Linked DNA regions of Sus scrofa: region 2 is linked to region 1. Evidence: chromatin contacts called from public Hi-C data. All regions are on one chromosome and are shown on one strand. The core of a region is the stretch at or near the end of the contact, and the rest is flanking DNA. Distances in the headings are between cores, read along the strand shown.

The links. Hi-C and Micro-C count contacts between places; a contact is called where the count stands out from the background.
Region 2: a contact with region 1 is called in a Hi-C map of skeletal muscle, with 4 times the contacts expected there. The contact joins the promoter of TBCCD1 here to the promoter of ETV5 in region 1. A contact is called at or near these places in 3 of 47 Hi-C or Micro-C datasets (heart right ventricle, liver and skeletal muscle).

Annotation. Positions count from the first base shown.
Region 1 is chr13:123,927,444-123,934,038 of Sscrofa11.1, reverse strand. It overlaps ETV5 (ets variant 5), which reads left to right and starts at 3,882. Exons shown (of 13, transcript NM_001243025.1): 1 at 3,882-4,029.
Region 2 is chr13:124,385,309-124,391,903 of Sscrofa11.1, reverse strand. It overlaps TBCCD1 (TBCC domain containing 1), which reads left to right and starts at 4,086. Exons shown (of 7, transcript NM_001243469.1): 1 at 4,086-4,144. DNAJB11 (DnaJ heat shock protein family (Hsp40) member B11) reads right to left here and starts at 934. Exons shown (of 10, transcript NM_001244346.1): 1 at 671-934. The coding sequence starts at 738.

The sequences.
Region 1 (6,595 bases), core at 2,633-5,132:
AAGGGTATTTATATCTGAATTTTACAAAGGAAGGTGTGCCAGCCAGATAGAATCCTTTATCCCTTAAAGATGAGAAAAACATTGCTGTACCTTTTAATGCCATCCTCAAGGCGCTTCCCCCATACTGTACAAGAATGGGAAATGGGAAAAGTGTCATGTAAACAGACACACCGACACCCTGGCCACGTAGCCTCTCCCCCTCTCATCTCTATCTCCAGACAGGGCTATACACTCCATAACATTTCCAACAGAGAAGGAAAGGTATCTTGACATAAGGGACAAATATCATGATGCCACCGCATTTTCCACTGCCATTTTGGTGATCAGCTCAAGGCAGGGTTATTCACCTTACGTGCAAACCTGCTTTTTGGATTTTAGGGGGAAATTTTAAAAGCAGTCCTCTAAAGGGAAACAGAAGCTTTCAGGCTGGGGATGAGGGACTTGCTTTTCTATCCTTCCGTGTTGCTTCTCTGAAGACAGTGCAAACTGAAGAACAAGGGCCTAGTTATCCTACTGTGATTGAGTTTTGCTACTGCCAGAGAACAAAGGCTAGATTGACATTCGAATGTTCCAGAAGGCTGGTCTCTCTTTTTGTTATCTTTTCCAGTCTTGTTTCCCTCCTGGATAAGAGAGAATGGTATGTTAGAACACAGGCTGAGCAAATTCTCCAATATAAGTAATGTTCTTAAGAGGAAAGCCTCAATGTACTAAACAAAGAACTTCTAAATACCGACCCTTCACCCTTTTAAAAGGCAAAGATCATTCAAGAAGACAGAGAGTGAAATGGGGACAGGAGCAGGAAGAAGCAGGAGAAAAGAAGGAAGAGGTATAGAGAAAAGACATCATGAACACTTAAAAGTAAGGAACCAACTCTGGGCCCAGGAGTCAGCCTGGCAAGGTAGGTATGAGCTACTCCCTCACATCTCACGGCAGAGCTAAGGTGCCTGGGTCCAGGGCCCGAACCTCCTGTTCAACACAAGCTCCTATTTCTCAGAGCCATATTCTTAGAGCTGGAGCAATACTCTGAGTTCACTTATCTCGCCCAGTGCAGTAGTCCCTCTGCACCAAATCTTTCTGCATAAATGTCTCCTGTGATGGGGGACTCATTACCAGCAGCACTAGTCCTTTGGGGGCCACTCCGAACATGCCAAAGTCCTTCCCAACCCTCTACTGAGCTAAAAATCTGCCTCCCTAGGACTTCAACCAGTTCTACCCTCTATCATTGGGGTTCAGATGACATTTCCTGGTGGCTTTCCGAACAACAAAGGGACATGCTGAGTCTGACTCGTATGCACTCTGGAGCCTGCCTGCCTTACTGCTTATCCAGGCTCCGCAAATGACAAGATGTGCAACCATTAGCCAGTCAAGACCACTGGTCTCTGCTTTAATACCTGTACTTTATAGACCGGAACTGATGTGTACTATTATTATGAGGAATAAATGAGACCACCCGTGGAGAACTGTATATGGCATGAAGAAGTTAGTGAACTTCAGCTGCTGAATGTGTACAAGAGATTGTGGGCTCCTTCAAGACAAAGGCTGAATCTCATTCATCTCTAACCTTTTTGCTGAGCACAGGGTTTGGCTGAGTATTGGGTACAAAATAAATGTTTACTGAATGACTAAATAATTGGTAAAAGCTCTACTCTGGTGTAAATTCCTCCATGATCTCGTGTGTGTGACAATCTTCCTATAAAAACCCATCCCCCGATTCCTCCCCTGCTCCTAACTTGGCCGCCATTTATCACAGCTTAATCCAGAAATACCCCACTGCTCTTCCCAAGGTGGGATGGAGAGCCTTGGTTTGAGGCAAAGATCAGACAATCACATGAGAGGCCTCAAAGCCAACCCTGTGGAAGAAGTCACTGCGAAGTGTCCTGCACTGTTTCCCTGTAGCCAGTGTGACTGATGGGCTATGGTTCATACGGTGAAGGACATGTGGCCCCATGGGCTGCAGGTCTTCCCGCCACCAGGGCCTGAGGGCAGATTTAAGTGGAATCCAAAAGCTCTTCTGGAGAAACTAGATATGAGAGCAGGATGAGACGGGATGAGTTGGGGCAGTCAACCACGGAGGAGAATTGGGGACCCAACCTGGGCCCTGAGTCCAGCAAGAGAGACAGCCCCTCAGGGATGTCAGCAACACACTGGGAGCACTCGTCTAAGGACTGTGCTCCAGCCACCAAAGAGAAATGGTGCTGCCTGGGGAAAGGAGAGAGGCACTAACGGAAAACTCCACTGGAGCTGGTGTGGGTAGCAAAATGCTCTCCTAGGAAATTCCATAACGTGGAACTGCTTGCTAAAGGTTCAGAGCACTTTCCCACCCACCCACTCTATTGTTCATGCCTGGTCAGTGCTGCATCTAGGAACTCCAGGTTTCCTTCCATGAAGTCCAAAATTTCTTGGGCTATAAATGACTGAGAGCCCATAAGTGGAAGCAGAAAAAGGTGGGCAAATTTTGACCTAAATTTTTTTTTTCTTTAAAAAATCCACACTGCATTCCCCACGGTGGTGGTAGGAGGCAGCCCCAGTGTCGGCAGGGCCAGTCTTTACTAGGGGCTCTCTCCTCCCCCCACCGCTGGCGCACGAGGTGAATGGCAGGGCACACCAGCAGAATGAGAACAGAAGAGCTCCTTCGCAAGTCCCAATATCCTGGGGGAGAGCAGAGAGTCATCCCACGGCCTTCGCAGAAGGGGGCAGAGGGGGCGGAGAGGGGAGAGGATTGCTTGTTTCCTGGAACACCCTGTTAAGAATCTGAGCAATTGCAGTTAGTGCCCGGTCGTTTGGCAAGAAGAGTAGCTTCTCCTCGTTCCCAGCTGCACGGGATCTAATTCGCAAATGCACCATCTTGCATTCAACACTTAAATGGAAAACAAGCAGGCGATCTAACTCTGCAAGCCCGCTTCGGAGGGATTTATGTTTCTAGGTCGGCGGACCGGTTGGTGTCCTCCCCAGAGAGGATTTCTTTGAGTGCCGACCCTCTCACATCCCGGATCCAAAACCCACTCTGGCGGTTATAAACTGCAATTAAGCATGGGGAGAAAACAGGATTTGGTTGGGCCTTGGGCCTGCCAGTATAAAATAGTACCTAAAAGCTGTTTGAGAGCTCAGATTTTAAAGGGAGATACTGCTTTTTCTTCCCCCACTGGAAACCTAGTTAAAGGAAATTAAGGCCTCTCTTAAAGGTAACTAAGATTAGAGGGCTCGGTTTCCGTTTTCTGTGTTTCTATGGGCCGAACGCCCAGGTCGGTCAGCGAGTTTCTCTCCGGGTGGAATGACAGATTCCTCTCGCCTGAATTCTAAAATGATAACTTCTCTTGGTGCTGCAGCTGCGAACGACCGGGGCTCAGCGGCCCAATCCCGGCAGTGGTGTTGCTGGGAGGGCTGGGAGTGGGGGTGGGGAAGAAGTAAGGGTGAATGAGGAAGGGGAAAGAGCCAAGCTTCGGTGAAAAGTTGGGAGAGCTGCAAGGAGAGAAGTAAAGGCGGCTCTTAGAGGCCCTCGGCCCCTTTAAGTGCTTCACTGACTCAGCTAAGCTTCCCCCTCAGGTCGCGTTTTTTATGAATGAAAAACGTCCTTACATTCATTATATAAACAAGCCTGTGCTGATTGGCCAATGGGCCCCAGATGCATAAATTATGTAAAACAGACCCCTGAGGGGGTGGGGAGGGACGTGCTGTTGACCAATGAGGACCAGAGTTGATGGGGCGGCTTGGCTGGATTTGCCCGCAGACAGGGTAAACAAGAGGTGATGGGCAGCCGCTGGAGCGGCCTCGGGCCAATGGGAAAACGGCTGGGCTACAGCCGCGGGCCAATGGCGGTGGGCAGAGCGGCGGGCCGCTGGGGGCCGGGCCAGCGCTCCAGCCTGGTTGGCAGCTGCAGCGCAGAGTCCAGCCGCTGGTGCGCGGAGCGGTTTATCGTCTCCGGAGCGGTGCGGCCCAGCCATTCGCCTAGGCACCCAGGCCCGGTGCGCGCGTGCGTGAGCGCGCCTGCGCCCCGGGGCCGCTGCAAGGGGAGGAGAGCCACCGCCTCAGGTGAGGGGGCGTCGAGGGACAGAGGGTTTTTGGAGCGGGTGTCTTGGAAGGGCCCAGCGGGCGAGAGTTCACTGGCTAATTCAGAATCCTCAAAGTCGGGGTGCACTTTCTGTGGTGGCTGAGCCCCCTCCCTTCCAGGGCTGACCGCCCCCTCCTCTTGCGGCCCGGTCCGGTCCGGTTCCTGAGAGGCGTCGAGCGGAGGCGGCTAACGGTTCCGGAGCGCGCAGAGAGCGGGTTTCCGCACGTCGCGGGGGAGGCGCGCGGGAGCGCGAGGTGCGGGGGCTCCCGGGTGGGGATGGAGGGGCGCCGAGTTGCCGGCTTTACCATCTCTGGAGATCTGAGAGTCCGGAGAGGACTTGGGGGCTCTGGAGAAGAGGTACTCGGCAGAGGTTTGCAGTGAGGAGGGGACCTAAAGCAGCTTTGGGCGAATGTTTGAGAGGTGATGCACCCCCACCCCAGTACCAGGAGAGGTTAAGTGACATGTGCAGCCTGCGAGATTTGGGGTCGGCCGGGAACTTAGGCAGGCCTTGCAAGTTTCAGGTTGTGGAAAGTGGACACCAGTCCCCCACTCCCACCCCAGCAGACCAAGGGCGTCAGGCTGCACGGCGATTCTCGAGAAATCGGGGAGCATCAGAACCGCGGCCTGGGGATGGTGGAAAAGAAGGAAAAAAAAAAAAAATGCGGAGGGGGATGGAGAGATGCCGGAGCCTCCTCGCGCTGGATTAGGGATCTGACCGCATTTTCAGAGGGGAGGAGACCTCTGGGGGAAACTGAACTCTTAATTGAAAAGGGGTACCAAAGAGAGATGTTTGGAAGGTTTTTCTAGCGGGGGTGGGGAGGGGGGGATTGGAGGCTGTTGGTAGCGCCCGGCGCCGCAGCTCGTTTTTATGAATGTGGGTGACTTTATGAATGAAGCGGGTTTCTTTCGTTGGCTCGCAGCTCCCTGCGGCTTTTTTTCTTTGCTTTTTTGTGAATGAAGCATTGAGCTTTCCTCCTAAAACGCTGGGGTGAGGGGCCTGCGTCGGAGGCAGGGCGTGCGTTGGGAGTGGGGGCGGGGGCGCATCCAAAGGAGTTTTCATGAATGGAGAAGGCTGGGAATTGGGTGGAAGTGTGTCTTGTTTTGTGAATGGGGCCCAGTGCTAGGGATCCAGTTACAGCCTTTACCTGATGTGGCGGCTGCGGCTCGCTCTCCCATTCATAAAACCGGGCCCGCTGCGCGCCGCGGGGGAGGGGCCTCGATCGGACCGCTGCGTTGTGTTAAAGTTTTTCCTGGGGGCACCAGGCGTGGTGTGTGTGTGGGGGGGGGGGGGAGCACAAAGGAAGTGGTTTATACTCCTGGATGAATTCGAGCCTTCCCTTCAGGCTTTTTTTTTTTTTTAATTTATACTTTGAACAAAATTTTTCTAGCCCTTGAACTTTGAGAGTTGCTTTAAAGACCCTCGATGCCTCTTTTGGATGCGCTTCTGGCACCTACTTTCTTTCATTTAATTTTTTAAAAGATTTTTTTTTTCCTTCATAGTGAAGTAGTTTTGCAACGCATTCCATTGGTAGACTCTGAAAAGATCTCCCCCTCCGATCTCCTACCCGTTGTCGCCTTCTCCCAATAGACATTTACAGAATTTCTAAGGCCACGATTTATTTAATCGGACAGATTTTTGAAGGCTACAAGGAACTCCTTTTCTTGCCCCTCAACTCAGATTCTGTTTACGGGTTGTTGACATTTGGGAAAGAAGCTCTATCCTGAACGTTTTAGCGCTGTTTGGAAGGCAGGCAGGCAGGCTAGCCAGAGTGTTTTTCTAGGAAGTTATGAACTGTGCGCAGTTTTGCTCCTTTTCCTTTTTCTCTTCGACTTTGAAAATATCTTATTACTTGGATCAAAGTGCTGAGAGGAGGCTGGCCGTGAAGCGTTTCCTTGTATCTTGCTAACTTACAAAAATTTGATATGCTTCACACAGTGTGAAAAACAAATTGGATGGAATTGCCCACTGAGAAAATGTTCCCTATTTAAGATTTGTATATGAGTTAAATAAAAGACTTATCTTTAAATGTGTGGCACTGCTTAGAGCTAGGCTGTATGAAATTAACGTTTCCCCCATTTTGTTGACTTAACTGTTTTTGTTTGAAGAATACAACAAAGTGTTCAGGAAAATGGCACCTTCCTAAAATTGTTACTTTATTCATCTCAAATTAGAAAAAGTTCCCTCCTCTCCATTTTGACCTCCAACCTCTCTTCCCAGCCCCAATGCCTGACAAGTGCTGAAACAAGTTTATTTATTTTTTTTGTCATGTTGGAGAAAAATTGACTTCACTATAATAAACTGAATTTTCTTTCCATGGATCTTTTGCTTTTAATGCGTTTTAAAGAGCTGTGGTAGAGATGCATTTAAAATATGTGCAGTGGAATTTAGTTTTATGCATTACTTTTCATAGCTCGTTTATTCTTTTAGAAGTTGGAGATATCACAGATATCTCTGTAAGTTGCCATGGAGATATCTGTCACATTACAGACACTACACCTGTTTGGACAGAAGGTTTGGGTTTTAATAAGGAGCTGTGTATGAAGATA
Region 2 (6,595 bases), core at 2,837-5,336, 460 kb before region 1:
AATGAGATGAGAATTTAGGTGTTCCTTCAAGGTCACAAAATTCCTAAGTGGGGTGGGGGTGGGTGGGTAGAATCCCAGTCTACTACCTTCTGCCCAAATACCATTCAGCTTCTCAAGAATGCTCCATGTGGATAGACAGTGAGGCATGGTGACAGCTAGGACACAGTATTCCAAGAAGCTGAGAAGTAGGAGGACTCTACAAAGGGTCTGCCTTGCTCCCTCAATCCAACTTCCTTCAGTCCCAGAATTGCTTCCCTACCTGTTCTCCTCACTTCTTCACTTGGACTGGCATCATAACCCATCCTCTTTAATGCCAGCCCAATGGCTCGTTGCAGACTCAACACTGTATCATTCTCCTCCTCAGCTCAGCAACCCACCCCCCACTCCCTCACCCCATCCCTCGTATGGTAGGGCATCCAACTCTCACTTCTCTGGGCAAATTTAGCTTTTAAGGGCCTCCGGGTCTAAGCCCCTCTTACCCGTGTCACCCACTGCTCTCTCTGTCCCACTAGCCCAGCCCACCACTACCCACTCCTCCTCTCTACCGCCTCACCACAGCAACACCCCTCTCCACCCCCCACCCAGTCTGACAATGCCCCATCTTCCCTCAGCCTCCTTCCCAGCCAAGACTGACTTAAGGGTCCTGTGCCCGCGGCTGGCAGTTCCTCACCCGGCGATCACGGCCCCGATGAGGTACAGCAGCAACAGGCAGAAGGTGCCCAGGTTCTGCGGGGCCATGGTCTTTCTGAGCGAGCCCCTGCCCCCCGGCACTCCTCACAGCCTCCGCCGCCGCCGCGTCGGCTCGCCAGCCCACCCGGTCCTGAGAAGCCGCCTCACGCCGGGGTCTCCGACTCGGTCGAGACCGACAGCTACCTGGCCCCCTCCTCTACCAGTCCACTTCCCGGGAGTCCTGAGTCCCGGCGAGAGAAGCCCCCGGCGGGTCAGAGCCAATCGCTGCTCTGGACATCACACGCGGCCGGCGCCTCTCAGCCAATCAGCGCAGTACACTTCACCTCCGAGGCGGCGCGGGCGGCCACTTAGGCTTCAGAATTGCAGCCGCAGCTCCCGGCCAATTATAAGGGGAAACGTCAGAGAATCGCGCCGCCGCAGAAATCCTCTCAGCCCCGGTATCTGCGAGTCGGAGAAAATTACGTAAAGATTGCTGGGGAAAGGGTTCCCAGAGCTCGCAGCTCGGGTACACGAAGTTTCCCTCCGCCCGCCTCCTTGGACTCTCCACCAATCACGAGGCTCCACCTCCAGCACTGACCAATTGCGGGAGGGAGGTATTATCTTGGTTACAAGTCTCGGAATTTCATTCATATTGAGCTAGGAGCTGGCCGCTAGGGAGGGGACACTCGCGAAGTGGGCGGAGGCAAAGACTAAACTCCAATGGTATGGCGGACGCAGAGCTTATACCATGTTTTACCTTCTCGGAGTTCCCATTAAGGCTCAGCGCTAACGAACCCGACAAGTATCCATGAGGACTCGGATTAGATCCCTGGCCTCACTCAGGGGGTTAAAGACTCCGAGCTGCAGTGTAGGTCACAGACGCAGCTCGGATCTGGCATTGCTGTGGCTGTGGTGTAGGCCGGCAGCTGCAGCTCAGTTTGGACCCCTAGCTTGAGAACATCCATATGCTGCAGGTGTGGCCCTAAAAAGACAAAAAAAACCCAACAAACACAAAACGAATATATTTTACTTTCTCTAACAAACCCAAGAGAAAACTGTCTCGGTTTGGCAAAGAAGAGGCCTGATGAGAAGAGGCCGTGGAAGCAGACAGACTCGGGTTCGGATTCAGCTTCTACCACTTCCTGGCGGTGAGAGCATGTTTAGTTTCCCCTCCTTGTCCTCGGATCAAGCGCAAACTTCCTTATCGACAAACCTGAGGCAAAGTGTTTACTGGTAGTGTTGTGAAATTTTAATAGGAGAAAATCTGTAAACCATCTAGTACTGGCACATAGTAAGCACACAAAGAATATTAATTACAGTTAAGAGAATACTAATCCCCCACCCCCGGGCTTAGTTTTGCTCATTTCAGTAAACGCACCACCTAGTTGTTCACGTTAAAACTTTGTCTTCTTTGATACCTCTCCTCTATCCCCTATTCAGAGCTTTACCTTGAAACCATATCCTGAATCTTGAAACCATATCCTGAATCCGTCTGCAAGTCTCCATCTCCACATCTCTGAGCCAAGTGATCTCACATCATCTCCCATGTGGCAAGGGCTTCCTAAGTGGTCTCCCTGCCTTCACTCCTAGTTATCTTAGCTTCTTTTCTCACCGCCTCCCCTTTTTCTGCATGATTTTTAACAAACATGTCAGGTCATGTCATTTCTCTACTTAAAAGCTGTGGATGGCTTTTCATTACACTTAGAGTAAGCTCCCAACTCTTTATGCTAGCTTATAGAAACATTTCTCAATAAACCTGGGGGAAAAAGAACAAAACCCTTATATGATCTGTACCCTCACCTAGTACATACTCCTTACCACCTTTCAGCAAGACACTTTTCCTTTCTCTCTTCTGAATACACCAAGTTCATTCCTATAGGGGCTTTGTTCTAGCTGTTCTCTTGCCTAAAATGCTTTTCCCTCAGATCCTAACATAGGTGACTCCTTTTTAAACTCAGATAACAGCTTAAATTTACCACCTCACAGAAGACTTCTCTGACCAACCAATCAAAATTAACCCCTACCAAGTCCCTATTCTTATATTGCCCTATTTTTTAAAATTATTTTCATCCTGTCCCCATTACTAACACACGCTGGAATGCCAATTTCAGGAGAGCATGAATCTGGACTGTTCTGTTCACAGCTGTCTAGAACAGCAACTTAGAACAGAGCCTGCCACAGAGTATAAACATCCCTTCCACTGTGATCTTCCTGTGCTGGTTTCTTATTCTTCAAGCCTCAGCTCAGATTAGATATCCATCCTTTTTCCCAAATTTCGTAGCACTTACTAATACCTGGAGTTTTTTTTTTCTTTCTACAGTCACACCTGCAGCATATGTTAAGTTCCCGGGCTAGGGGGTCAAAGCAGAGCTGAAGCTGCAGGCCTAGCCACTGCCACAGCCACACCAGATCCCAGCCACATCTGCAACCAAACTCCACAGCTTGCAGCAACACCAGATCCTTAAACCACTGAACGAGGCCAAGGGTCGAACTCCAATCCTCACGGATACTATGTCGGGTTCTTAACCTGCTGAGTCACAATGGGATTATTCCATTTTATTTTCCTAATGTATTATCTATTCTCCCTGTTAAAATATACACTCGAAGAAAGCAAGGACCTTATCTAGTTTGTTCACTACTCTAAATCCTAGTGCCTAGCACTGAGTCAGACACAATACAGAGAGGTAAGAGGTAGACCAGGTTACTGCTTTCAGGAAGATGCCCTCTAGAAGAGAGAGGCCACAAAAAAGAGAAACTAAATTGCATCTTATGGTCTTATTTACCTTTGTACCTTCCACGCCTAGAGGCCATAAACGAACTAAGAAAGCAGGAAATGGCCAGAAATCATAAAATGGAGGTTAGAGGAAGAAGTGATGTTCTTCTGCTGGGTGAAAGCCAAAAAGCTTCTTGAAGGCGGCAACATGGTGGAAAAGCTAATATACAGTTAAGGAGATAACCTTGCGGGCTCTCGCTTCAGAGAGTCTGGGTCTGTATCTTAGCTAGTCTCTGGCAGTGTTACTTTCACCTAAGTCCTAGATTCCTTATCAGTAAAACAAATGTACTTCCCTTAGAGGGCTCTTAGGAATGAGATGAAATAAGTAAAGATGCTTTAATCGGTGCCCCGCCCACAGTAAGCCGTCATTATCATAATCATTACTGATCAAAGCGTGCTGACCTTACCAGCAGCTAAGTGGCTGACCACAGCTCTGTGGAGCAATAGAAAACTACCCTGAGTTGAAAGGCGCGACACCAGAAAGCGATGAGATCTAGCTACAAGTTCCAGCATCCAGCACTCGAGGTCAAGAGTTTCCCAGACCGCGGAAGAAGCACTGGGCCTCTCTAGCAACGTAGTCCTCCGGAGCTCATTGGTGCCTTACGCATGCGCAGTGGGTGAGCAGCCGGCACTGGGCGGGTCTGGCGTTCGAGGCGCGGCCGCTTACGGAGAGGTTCGGCGGAGCGGCCCCTGCCATCGCAGGTAACCGCGCGCAGTTAGGCGCAACGGAGGGCGGGGAGGGCCGGTCCCGTTTCAGGCTTGGGCCGGGGAGGCCAGCTTCGCGTTCTCCGGGTCTTGGGTCCGCTACAGACCCAGTCGGCTGGGGCTTGTCAGTTCTCAAAATCCGATCACCCGGGCGGCCCACCCGGCGTCCGGTCCAGGACCGCGTCCTACCCTGGACAGCGGCCAAAGTGGTGGCCAAGCCACGGGAGGGAGGCTCGGGCCTCACGCCCATCTCCCCGCCTGAGAAACCTGGATCCCAGCGCATCCCAGGGGAGCTTTTGAAGAGGGAAGGAACACCAGTTTAATGTTTACGAATTTAGCCCACTCGAATTTGGTGGTTAGAATAGAGAGTTCTTCTCCAGGACCTGTCCTTTGATTGCACTCTTCAGGGGCGGAGGTCAGTACTTCACAGAGCAGCCTAAGATCTTCCTCACAGAACTTTCATTGTCTGGTATTATTAAGAGCGACGCTAAGCCATTCCCAAGTTCAAAGACAGCTACCATTTATCCTGTCACTCCCATCTTTTGGGTTCATGGTTCCATGACCCTTCACCTGGCCCTTACCTGGCCTTCTATTTAAGGCCACTCATTCTGGTAATTCTCTTCTGTATTCACTCCCGTTTTCTAGATTCTCCCACAACTGAGTTCCTAAAGCACATTTGTATAAGTAACAGTTCTCAAGTCAAACTTGAATTCTAATCCAGGTCTCTGCCAATTCCAGTATGTGACTTTGGGTAAGTTCCTTGACTTTTCTAAGCCTCGGTTTTCTCTTCTGAAAATAGGGAAAATCATATTTATCTGTAGGTAGTTATGAGGATGAAAGGAGGTGAAGAACATAAAACATTTAGAATGCTACCCGGCATATAGCAAGCACTCAATTGACGTCATTTATTTTTTGAACAGGTAATTCCCAAAAGAAACACAATTTTTAGAGTAAATGTAAGACATAATGATAGGAATAAAACATTTTTCATCCATTCATATAAAGGTTTTTTTTTTTTAATGATCTTAATACTGAGGTGTGTGTTTTGAAGATGGTACCTTGATCAAATGATGGAACAATATGATAGCATTTTGGAAAGTAATGGAAATATATGTCACGAGCTTCAGAAGTGTCAGTTACTTCTTTTCATAAATGCACATCTGAAATTTTTCTCCGGAAAGTAATCATAATGCAAAAAATATACAGAAAGTGGTAATTATACCATCATTTATAATAGTGAAAACATTTAACTTTTTAGAGTAGAAAATTTTAACATACACAAAAGTAAAGGTAGTAGTAGGTTCATATACCCTCATGTGTTCATTATTCAGCATCAACAATGGTCAATATTTTGCGTATCGTTTTTGTGAAAAATTTTAAATCTACAAAGTGTCTGAAAATAGATCAATTGAATAAACTGGAATACATTTATTTAGAGTGCTATTAAGCTTTTAAAATTATATAGAACTGTATTACAGAATATATGGTATCATCACAACTGTGAAAATTCAAAAGCTAACATCCAGTCTGTAGGAAAAAAAACATGGATAGGAAATACAGTAAAAATATTAGCTAGTTTCCCTTGGTGTTTGGACTGTGGATGATTTCCCTCCCTTCTTTTTAGGTGTTTTATAAATATTCCATGAAAATTATATGTTGTTGTTAGAACAAACAATGAACAAAAGCAAAATCTAAAAATATTGTACCTGAGTTTCTTGTTGTGGCTTAGCGGACCCAAAAGAGTGTCCATGAAGATTTGGGTTTGATCCCTGGCCTCACTCAGTGGGTTATGGATTTGATGCTGCTGTGGCTGTGGCATAGGCCTGCAGCTGCAGCTCCAAATGACCTCTAGCTAGAAAGAACATCCATATGCCAAAGGTGCGGCTGTAAAAACAAAAATTAAAGAAAAATATTGTGCCTGAATTAAGGATAATAGACTATGCCAGAGCCACAGGAGGTTCACCATTATAAAGATGCTTTAACTTCTCTTGATCTTTTTTTATAGCCTGTGTTTATGTGAGCATTCTGGTCTGCCACCTGGTGCTAGTGCTTCATATTGGGCTCAAATTGTTAGCTAACATGTTCAAATCTTTATAATCAATCAGCCTCTATATGTAAATTATTGGACTTTGAAATTTTATTCTCTTTTTTTGGGCCATGCCTGCAGCATGCAGAAGTTCTGGGGCCGCGGATCAAACCCACATCACAGCATTGACAAAGCTGGATCCTTAACCCACTGAACCACCAGGGAACTCCTCTTATTTTGACTAGTGTTTAAGCAAGATTTCTGGTGATGGGATGGTTCTTGTTTCCCATTTCTTCTTTTCTTTGTCATGAGCTGGGATCTATCTCTTACCTCATGCATTTACACATGCTCCCTAAAACAACTGCTTCAAACAATTCAAGTGAGACAATTCTGTGTTATCACAACTTTTTTCTTGCTCAAAT